Regions from separate parts of the Mus musculus genome. Here all the other regions are linked to region 3. The links are chromatin contacts, called in public HiChIP or PLAC-seq and promoter capture Hi-C maps. All regions are on one chromosome and are shown on one strand. Each heading gives the region's core, a stretch centred on a gene start, on an enhancer-like site or on the middle of the called end of the contact. The rest is flanking DNA. Distances are from core to core; before and after follow the strand shown.

Region 1 (2,925 bases), core at 283-2,782, 160 kb before region 3:
GGCATCAGACATGCATGGTATGTATACTTATATGCAGACTATACACTCATATGTGTGTGTATGTGTATCTTAAAAAAGCATACTAGTGGAATTAAAGACACAGATTAACACTAATCCAGTATTAGGTCATTTTAATACCTGTGTCCAATAGACAGGTTATCTGGATAAGAACTAGAGAAACATCAATATTCCACCAAAATATGAAAGAATATACATTCTACTGAGCAGTTCATGGAGGCTTCTCAAAAACAGATCATATCTTGGGACATAAAACAAAGCTTAACAAATTCTGAAAGGCTGAAATAACTTATGGGTCTTACCTGTCCACTGTGCAATGGAACTTAAAAATAACTGCAAACAAGTCTCTAGTAAGCATGCAAACTCACAGAAATTAAACAACTTAGTACTGAATGATGAATGGGCTAAAGAGGAAATAAAGAAAGAAACCAAAATTCCTGGAACAATATCAAAATGAAAAAAACAACAAAACCTTCAGGAACACATAAAAACAGAGTCCTATATGAAAGGAGTCTATAGCTTTAAGCGCATACATTAGAAAACCAGGAAGCCTGATTCCCTCACAGTTCACAAAGGAACCCAAAGACAGGCCAAACTGTCCATAAGCTTAGAGACCATCTTAGTACATAGGCACAGCTCATAAAATATATTACTACAGAAACTGAGTAGAGGAACTCTTAGTGGACAAGACATTTCACTTGGGGATCTCCACATACCTTATTTTCCTTCTTTCCATTTCCCCTTTGATACATAGCACCGACTACAGGCCATCTCTAACTAACTCAACTAACTAAAGGCCCACTTTTGCTTCAAAACAATAACCTCATCAGTAAAAACAAAATCCTTACCAAGCAATGTTTCCTTAAGTTTCTCTCCTTTTTTTCCAGTACCCCGGAGATGCTAGCACATCTTATATTTGGGGCTTCCCCTCTATTGCAATTCTCCTTTGAAATAGAATTTGCCCTTCATTCCACTTTAGATCAATGCCCACATCATTTCTAGGACAAAACATTTGTTATTTCTCTCGCCCCAACTACTTGTGTAGTTTTAATGAGTTTGTCAAACGGTAAATATCTAAACATTTAGGGACGTTTAGGCCTAAGAAGTACTGGGATGGGGTGGGGAAAGCAAATTCATGGATTTTTGATGTTGTTTCTAAAGACCATCAGAGGTTCTCAGGAACGTGAGTAGTAGTGGATCCCTGGCCCAGAGCCTGGAGCCCCTCGGCTCTCTGCACCGCGCACTCAGGAGTCCCAGGTGCAGACCTGCAGAGGCGAAGGTGAAGAAGACGCCGGGGTCCCGCCACCCTAGGAGCAGGGGGTCGAGGGCTTCCCAGCAGGCCTGCCTATCCGCCTCGCTCACCCAGGGCTCACCATGTCTGCTCCCAGGGCCTCCAGCGGCCCCGCGGCGGTTCCTGGGCTCGCCCGTCTCCGGGCCACGGAGGATCGATCAGTCACCTCGGGTTCTCAGCTGACCGGACAGCACCGCGCCGGAAGGGAGCGGGCGGCAGAGGCACTTCCGCCTTGTCCGCAGGAGCTTCTGAAGGGTCAGCAGACGCACGCGCTGTCCCGCGCATCCTTGCGGCTCTCAAAACTGTTCCTGCTAAAGTGTCACATGGCTAGGGAGGTTCTCTTGAGCTCGTACAGCTCTGCGGGTGTGACAGCACCCGAAAATGAGAGGGCAGGGGAGGGACTTCCGCTACGCCCGCCGGTCCCCAGGTTCTGACAGCTCTCGGTCCACCCAAGGCCTTCACCAAGGCTCCCGGGGTTGGCGACCCCTACTACCTCAGCTGCCACGACAATGCAATCCTGCGACAATCCTGGCTCACGGAAAAAGGATGGTGGAAGAGGAACTTCCGCTCTGCTCTCCGACTGTCTTCATTGGACAGTTCATACCGCTTTCTGCCTTTTGATGAGTGTTCAGCTAGTGAGGAACAGAATAAGCGAGTCCCTACCGGACTGAGGAGAACCAAAACGACATATTCCAACCATAACCCTTTCTAGCTAGGTTTCTTTTCTTGTTGAAGACCAGCCCAGATTGGTAGATAAATTCCATTAAAGCAGAAATCTCCTGGCTTTCCTGAGAGAGAATCCGTTTCTACCTGTCCTCTATAGATCTTTCTGGTTGCCGATTTCTGGAGAAATGTCTCACAGAGTGTCTCACAGAGACAGCCCTTTACCTCAGAGAACAAATGTATTTTCCGGAGAAGCAGAAAGTGTCTACCACCTGCTCGAGACCTCCATTCAGGCAAAGCCAGGACACACACACACACACACACACACACACACACACACACACACACACGTTGCTGCAGAAAATTTTTAGGCTGAATCAGTATGAAGCAAGACTAAAGTTTAAAACGATTTTTAGTATAAATTAAACAGTAGCATTACGAAAGGTGTAATGGGCCTGGAGAGATGGTTCAGCGATTAAGAGCACTGGCTGATCTTCCAGAGAGCCTGGATTCATTTCCCAGCTCACACAGAATGTATCAAGCCCGGTTCCAGGAGCTCTTAACATCTACCTTCTTACCTCTGCTAGAGAAGGCAGGTATGTGGTACACAGACATATATGCAGGCAAAATACTCCTAAGTATAATATAAGAAATGTGGCTTCCTATATTAGGGTTCTCTAGACTCACAGAACTTATGGATTGTCTCTATATTTTAAGGGAATTTATTGTAATGTCTTACAGTTGGTAGTCTAACTAACCCAACAATGGGCAGCTGGGAATGGGAAGTCCAAGGCTCTATTAGTTGCTCAGTCTCACGAGGCTGGCTGTGTCAGCTGGTCTTCTGTATAGGCTGGGATCCTGAAGAAGTAGGTTGCAACAGATGGCAAGTAAGTGTAAGCGGGCAAAGAGCCTTCTTTCAATTTCTTTTTGTAGGACTCCAGCAGGAGGTATGG
Region 2 (2,982 bases), core at 50-2,549, 180 kb before region 3:
AGGAAAAGTGTAATCAGAATATATTGTGTGAATTTTTTTTCAATTAAAAAAAATAAAGAAATTAAACACGACACTAGAAAAGACTACCATGATCATGGATTAGGAGAATCAATATTGCTAAAATAATTCAAAGTTGTAATTCAGATTCAATGAAATTTCCATTAAATAATCACATTTTACACACAACTAGCAACAGTTCTTAAAATTGCTATGACAGTGCAACAGACCCGGGGGGAGCCCAAGATATCCTCAGCAAAAAAAGAGCACACTGTGCAGATCTGTAATGAAAATAAACAGAACAGAACAGAACAGAACAGAACAGAACAGAACGAAGCAAAACCCGACAGAGTAGTGTCATAAATATTGATGTACAGTCCATTGGAAAAGAGAAAATAAAAATAAGCCCATACGTTCAGCCAACTGATTCTCAACAAAGGTGCCAAAAATATATACCAGAGAAAGCACCAATAAAATAATGGTGTTAATGCTGGATTTCTACATGATGTTTGAAACTAGACTCTGATCCTAGAGAAAAACCAATTCACAAATTGTTCACTTGTTGCCTGAAAATGACTGGCTGCTCAGAAAAGACAAAACACTATTAAGCACGATCAAACCCGTACCTTAATACTGTTGACATATCCCTCCAAGCAAAGCCCTTCTCTTCTAGCCACCGCTTGACACGTTTCACACTTTTTATCTCGGGCCTTCTCCCTATTTCTAACAGTCCTTTCAAATAAAGTCATGTCTCAGCATTAAAGAAGTTGAATCCCTACAAACCGCCCAACTGCATCACAGATGGCCACACTCCTTGCACCCCCATGTTGCTCACGGGGACCTGTGGATCGCCCGGTCCAGTGAGTTTGGCAATGTGGGGACGGGCCTGGGAACCGAGGGATTTCAATTGTCAATCAAGCAGCAACAACAAAAGCATTTGGATGGAGAAGACATTCAAGGATTCCAGAATCCGCTTCCCATGGACCGGAAAGACTGGGAAATCAGGTTCTACTAGGCAAAACAAAGCAGCGGCACATCGCCCCCGCGCGGCTCCCGTACCGCCAACACAGCTGGCCGCGCAGTCCAGGAGTCGCGCGCGCAGCTGCAGTCTTTGCCGTGGTTCCCGTACCGAGGGACTCGCCTGCATTCCCCGCATCCCCGATGCTCACCATAGCTGAGCTCCGGACCTCAAGCAGCCTCACGCGGCTCCAGGGTGGAGCGGCCTGAGGTCCAGCGACCCCAAACTCCCTCAGCGGACTGGACTGAGAGAGCAGTGACAATGGCGTTGCCAGGAAGAAAGATGGCGGGTGAAGAACTTCCGCTCTGTTCTCCGGGCCTCCAGCGACCTGACTCTGATACTGGGTTTGACGGTCATGAGAAACCTGAAGCTGAACAGTTTGGCACTCAACTGAGAACAGAGTCGCAACTATGGTAGCACCAGAAAGAAAGATGGCGGTGATGCTCTTCCGCTTTGCCTGACCCCAGTCTTGATTGGATCACTTATCTCATAACTGTTTTGGGGAGGGTCAATGTTACACTGCAGGGTAGAACAATACAGCACTCCCTGAGCTGACCGTACAGTTTAGCGACTTTGGCACCAGAAAGAAAAATGGAGTTAAGGAACTTCCCACTGGTGCTCTTGACCCATACACAGAGCCCCTTGTGATGTTGTATGTTGTCAAAAGACCCTTACAAAGACCACAGAGACCGCCATCGTTGCAAAACGCATGAGGATTTTACTTGTCCAACATGTTGGGGAACACCCTCTCAGCACCAGGCCAGAGGAGAGATCCAGAACAAAGGAACACACTTTTTATTACCTTTGTAAGGGCCGGATCTAGGCACCAGGGTAGTTTGGCTTATTTTAATTGGTGTAGCCAATAACCTTTTTGGACATTGGTTGATTTGTATAGGGTGACTCTCATTTTGTCTGTCCTTGTGGTTTTTAGTGTAAGGCAGGGCAGGGGCATTGTTAATCTTGTTCTGGCAGCTGTAAGCTTAGTCATTTTGACCGTTAAAACTATGTTTCTATATTTGTTTAGCCAGCCAGCTTCTTTATCTGGCTCTGTACTTGGCCTGGTAGTACAGTTTGGAAAGTCCTTTTGAAGGGGGAAGGTACTAGGTAGTCTTGAATTTATTTTGGATATTACAGTGACACGATAAAGAATCCTTACCTAACTGGAACGAAAACAAGCACTCCAGAGTTAGCCATTTCCAGAACTGTCTAGTTTAAAATAAAAATGAGTGAATGAATGAATGAATGAATGAATAAATAGTGCAGAATTCTGTCAGACCTTCAAAGAGGAGCTAATACCAATTCTCTTCCACAAAATAGAAACAGAAGGAACACTACCTACTTCATTCTATGAAGCCACAGTTATGTTGATACCAAAACCACACAATGACTCAACAAGAAAGAGAACTTTAGACCAATTTCCCTTATGAATATTGATGTAAAAATACTCAATAAAATTCTTGCAAACTGAGTCCAAGAACACATCAAAACAATAACTCACCATGATCAAGTAGGCTTCATCCCAGGGATGCAGGGATGGTTCAACATGTGAAAATCCATCAATGTAATCCACTATATAAACAAAACTCAAAGAAAAAAAAAACACATGATGATCTCATTAGATGCTGAAAAAGCACTCAAGAAAATACAACACCTGTTCATGTTAAAAGTCTTGGAAAGATCAGGAATTCAAGGCCCATACCTAAACATAGTAAAAGCAGTATATAGCAAACCAATAGCCGACATCAAACTAAATGGAGAGAAACTTGAAGCAATCCCAGTAAAATCAGGAACTAGACAAGACTGTCCACTCTCTCCTTATCTATTCAATATAGTACTAGAAGTTCTAGCCAGAGCAACAAAAGGAGGTTAAAGAGATACAAATTTGAAAGCAAGAAGTCAGAATATCACTATTTGCAGAAGATAGTATACTTAAGTATGATAGTATACTTAAGTGACCCCAAAAATTC
Region 3 (3,185 bases), core at 349-2,848:
GTCATCAAATAGTCACCAGTTGAGATATGTGTATAAATGGTACACACACACACACAATTACAATCACACTTTTCCTCCTGATAGTCCACATTCGGGGAAACTTTCTCCCATTTCCTGTGTCCTCATCACGGAGATACGACTGAGTCATGTCGAGAATGAGGGCTGCTATGGGGGTGCACACCCCTGAAAGGGCCTGGGAAGTCTTGAGTTCTAGACCAGCACCTGCCTAGAACCAGTCAATGACAGGTGACAGTGATCACAGGTCAAAACCTGTTCCATCCGACTCTGATGGCTTTGCTTCAGCCCCTGGAACCCACCCTACTCCAGCTCTGGACACAGCAATGGCATGCATGCACACATCCACACACATATGGGGAGGAGAGAGAGGGAGGAAGGAAGGGAGGGAGGGAGGGAGGGAGGGAGAGAGAGAGAGAGAGAGAGATGCTTTTCTTACCATTCTCAAATCCCAGAACCCAAAGGTGACTCGAGGGCTCTTGGGCCAACAAAAGGACATGTGAAAAATGTGAACAGCATGGAGAATGGAGAGCGGGCTATCTTACCAATTGTGGCAGATGGTCACCAGTCAGCTGGGTGTGGGGCCTATCTAAATGTTTAATCTTTATTGTTTGAATTGATGCATAAATTGATTAATTGATTCATTGGTAGTGTGCACATGCCACAGGTTAGAGGATACTTTTCAGGACTCTCTCAAAAAATCCAGGCTTTGCTACAAGCATCTTTGCCCACTGAGCCATCTCACCGGCCCTGAAGCTAGTATTTAGCTATGTATGGTTGCCATCAGAACCCGGCATCATTTGGGGCAGAGCTGCAGTAGATGGTTCAAGTAAGAAGTGGGGCAGCCTCAGTCTGGGATGGACCTGGATTTGATTCCCACCACAGGAAAATGCCCAAACTGAGGTGTCTGGGGTCCAAGGCTGCAGGGGCATGTACTGGAGATGAAGGGCACTTAGCTTTCTGGTTGTGCCCAGGCCAGTGGTCCCACTTCCTTGGAGGTGCTTCTGGGGCAGGGAGAGAGATGGCTCAGTAGTCCTGAGGATCATCATGCTGCCATGTGACCCTGAACAAGAAACGGAGCCCAGGCCGGGGAGTTAAGTCTCTCGAAGTTGTCATATGGGAGTGGAGTGGACATGTGGCTCTTGCTTAATGCTGGGGCAGCCTGGCTTCATCACCAGCACACAGCCTGAATAAATAAATGGCATGTCACATGAATGGATAGACCAGAGTTGCTATATGACCTCCAAAGCAACTCCTAGCCATGTTCCTTGATTCCTTTGTTTGTAAAATGAGGCTCAATATTAAATGTCACCTAATTCACAGCCTCGGAGGGGTTCTCCAAAGAGCCATGTATGCAGTAGGTACTTAATAAAAGCTATCCCCTCTTTCCCTCCCAGTCTCCCGAGAGACTTGACAGGTGCAGAGATCAAGGAGCTTCTCCTGTCACTTTAAAATATGCAAATAGCCTGCGGATGAATTTCCAGGCTCAGCCAACCAGTGCAGGGTTTATGAAGCACCGCGGGGCGGAGCTCCTCCTGACCACACCCATGGCGGGGCCAGCAGCGCGCTCCGCAGCGCGCGGGGAGGGCGGGGCGCGGGTCTGGAGCGCGCAGGTAGCGCCGCGAGAGGCGGTGAGTGTCCCCGGCGCGGGGCTCCGGTGCGGGGTGCGGGGTGCAGGACGCGGGGGCGGGGTGCGGGGCGGGGACGCAGCCTCCATCCTGACCCGGCCCGAGCGCAGGTGCCGTCTGCAGAAGGCGGGGCGCCACTCTATGGCATCTCTCAATCCTGGGCTGGGAGGCTGAGACCCCCCCCAGGACCCCCAATCCCTCTTCCGGGTCTCTAGCCTGGCCCTAAGCTGGGGGCCGCCTCCCTCGCTGCCCCTCTTCCTCGCCTGGGAACGAGGGTCTCCTCCTTTCCTTTGCACCCGCTCTAGGGTTGGTAGGCTGGTGGGGGTTCTGTAGGGCGAGTGTGGTGGAATTGCGGGGTATCTGGAGTATGGAGCGCGGGATCCCCTCCCGGGGGAACGGGGCCTGGAGAGGCCTGGAGCCTGCACCAGGGACTCCCGCGCCCTGTTAGGGGGGCAGCCGGCATCTGCTCCAAGGGACAGAATTAGTCTAGGTGAATGAGGATGGGGTGCAGAGAAGGTCGGGGATGGCCGCCCCTCCACTTGCCCTCAGCGTCGCAGGACCTGCTTCATGGTGACCTTGGGCAGGTGACAGCACCTCCCTGATCCTTAGTCTCCTCCTCAGAATATAGAGGTTGAGGAAGCCAGACTATCTGTCTCAAATTCCCAACACCTGTGCCCCATTTTCTCCAGATGGGGACCACAATCTTTAGTCAAATGTTAGGGCACTCTGGTTTTGGCACTTTAAAAGGGGTTGAGCCTGGTGTGGTCATTACAATCCTCTGGTGGCTGAGGCTGGAAGATCTGCAGCTTGAGGCCAGCCTGGGCTACATTCACAGACTCTGCCTCATTAAAAAAGCATAAACAAAACAAACCATGATTTTGATTGATGGATACAGTCTAGCCTGGGGCGGAGCAGCGAGACCTAAGGCCAGCAGAGGACAGTTTCTATCTGACCATAAGATGGACGGGCCTCCAATCAAGACCCAGACTTTGTCACTGTGGTCCCACCCATGTGGCTGCCCAGGTCACACCCTGACCCACATACCATCACCTACAATAGGGTTCCTAGGCTGGTTCCTGGGCGGGGTCCCAAGTGGAAGGTCAGGTCTTAGTCCCTGCCTCTTGCAGGATAGTAGGGTGAGTCCCAGGCAGGAAGCCTGACACCCCCAAATTTGTGTGCCCAGACTGGACTTAAACTGAGCCTTCTGTGAAGTGGACTGAAAGTCTGTAGGAAGATCAGAGGTGGTTGTGGGAGTGACAGCGCGCCGTAAACACCCACTCCTATGATAGTAATTATGATATTGCATTCATTAAATGGGGTCACAGCCAAGGAGGCAGTGAGATGTCTTTGAAGGGTGTGACCAGTGTCACTAGCACCCCAAGGACTTGGGTACACAGTGGTGCTCAAAGTATGTGTGACAAATGAAATGACTCAGTGGAAGGCTTGCACAGTGGCCTCAGTTTCCCTGTAGATTTCTGGCTGGTGTGGGAGGGGAGGCAGTGAGGGTCACACTAGGGATCAATGGCTGTGGGCACAGCCAGC

The links. HiChIP or PLAC-seq counts read pairs in DNA pulled down with a chosen protein or histone mark. Capture Hi-C pulls out chosen DNA fragments and counts their contacts.
Region 1: a contact with region 3 is called in a promoter capture Hi-C map of adipose tissue. The contact joins the promoter of Zfp709 here to the promoter of Fcho1 in region 3. A contact is called at or near these places in 1 of 39 promoter capture datasets (the C10 cell line), 1 of 484 Hi-C or Micro-C datasets (the G1E-ER4 cell line), 5 of 115 datasets of contacts at active chromatin or transcription factors (bone marrow-derived macrophages, embryonic stem cells, large pre-B cells and 1 more) and 4 of 9 other capture datasets (adipose tissue, embryonic stem cells, liver and 1 more).
Region 2: an H3K4me3 HiChIP or PLAC-seq map of forebrain shows a contact between it and region 3, with 4 times the contacts expected there. The contact joins the promoter of Zfp882 here to the promoter of Fcho1 in region 3. A contact is called at or near these places in 5 of 39 promoter capture datasets (the C10 cell line, erythroid cells, frontonasal cranial neural crest and 2 more), 9 of 484 Hi-C or Micro-C datasets (cardiomyocytes, cerebral cortex, cortical neurons and 4 more), 8 of 115 datasets of contacts at active chromatin or transcription factors (the SCID.adh cell line, bone marrow-derived macrophages, embryonic stem cells and 4 more) and 3 of 9 other capture datasets (adipose tissue, liver and pancreatic islet).

Annotation. Positions count from the first base shown.
Region 1 is chr8:71,880,675-71,883,599 of GRCm38.p6, reverse strand. Zfp709 (zinc finger protein 709) reads right to left here and starts at 1,532. Exons shown (of 4, transcript NM_145624.4): 1 at 1,392-1,532. The coding sequence starts at 1,394.
Region 2 is chr8:71,906,923-71,909,904 of GRCm38.p6, reverse strand. Zfp882 (zinc finger protein 882) reads right to left here and starts at 1,299. Exons shown (of 3, transcript NM_001166645.1): 1 at 1,167-1,299. The coding sequence starts at 1,169.
Region 3 is chr8:71,724,094-71,727,278 of GRCm38.p6, reverse strand. Fcho1 (FCH domain only 1) reads left to right here and starts at 1,598. Exons shown (of 28, transcript NM_028715.3): 1 at 1,598-1,646.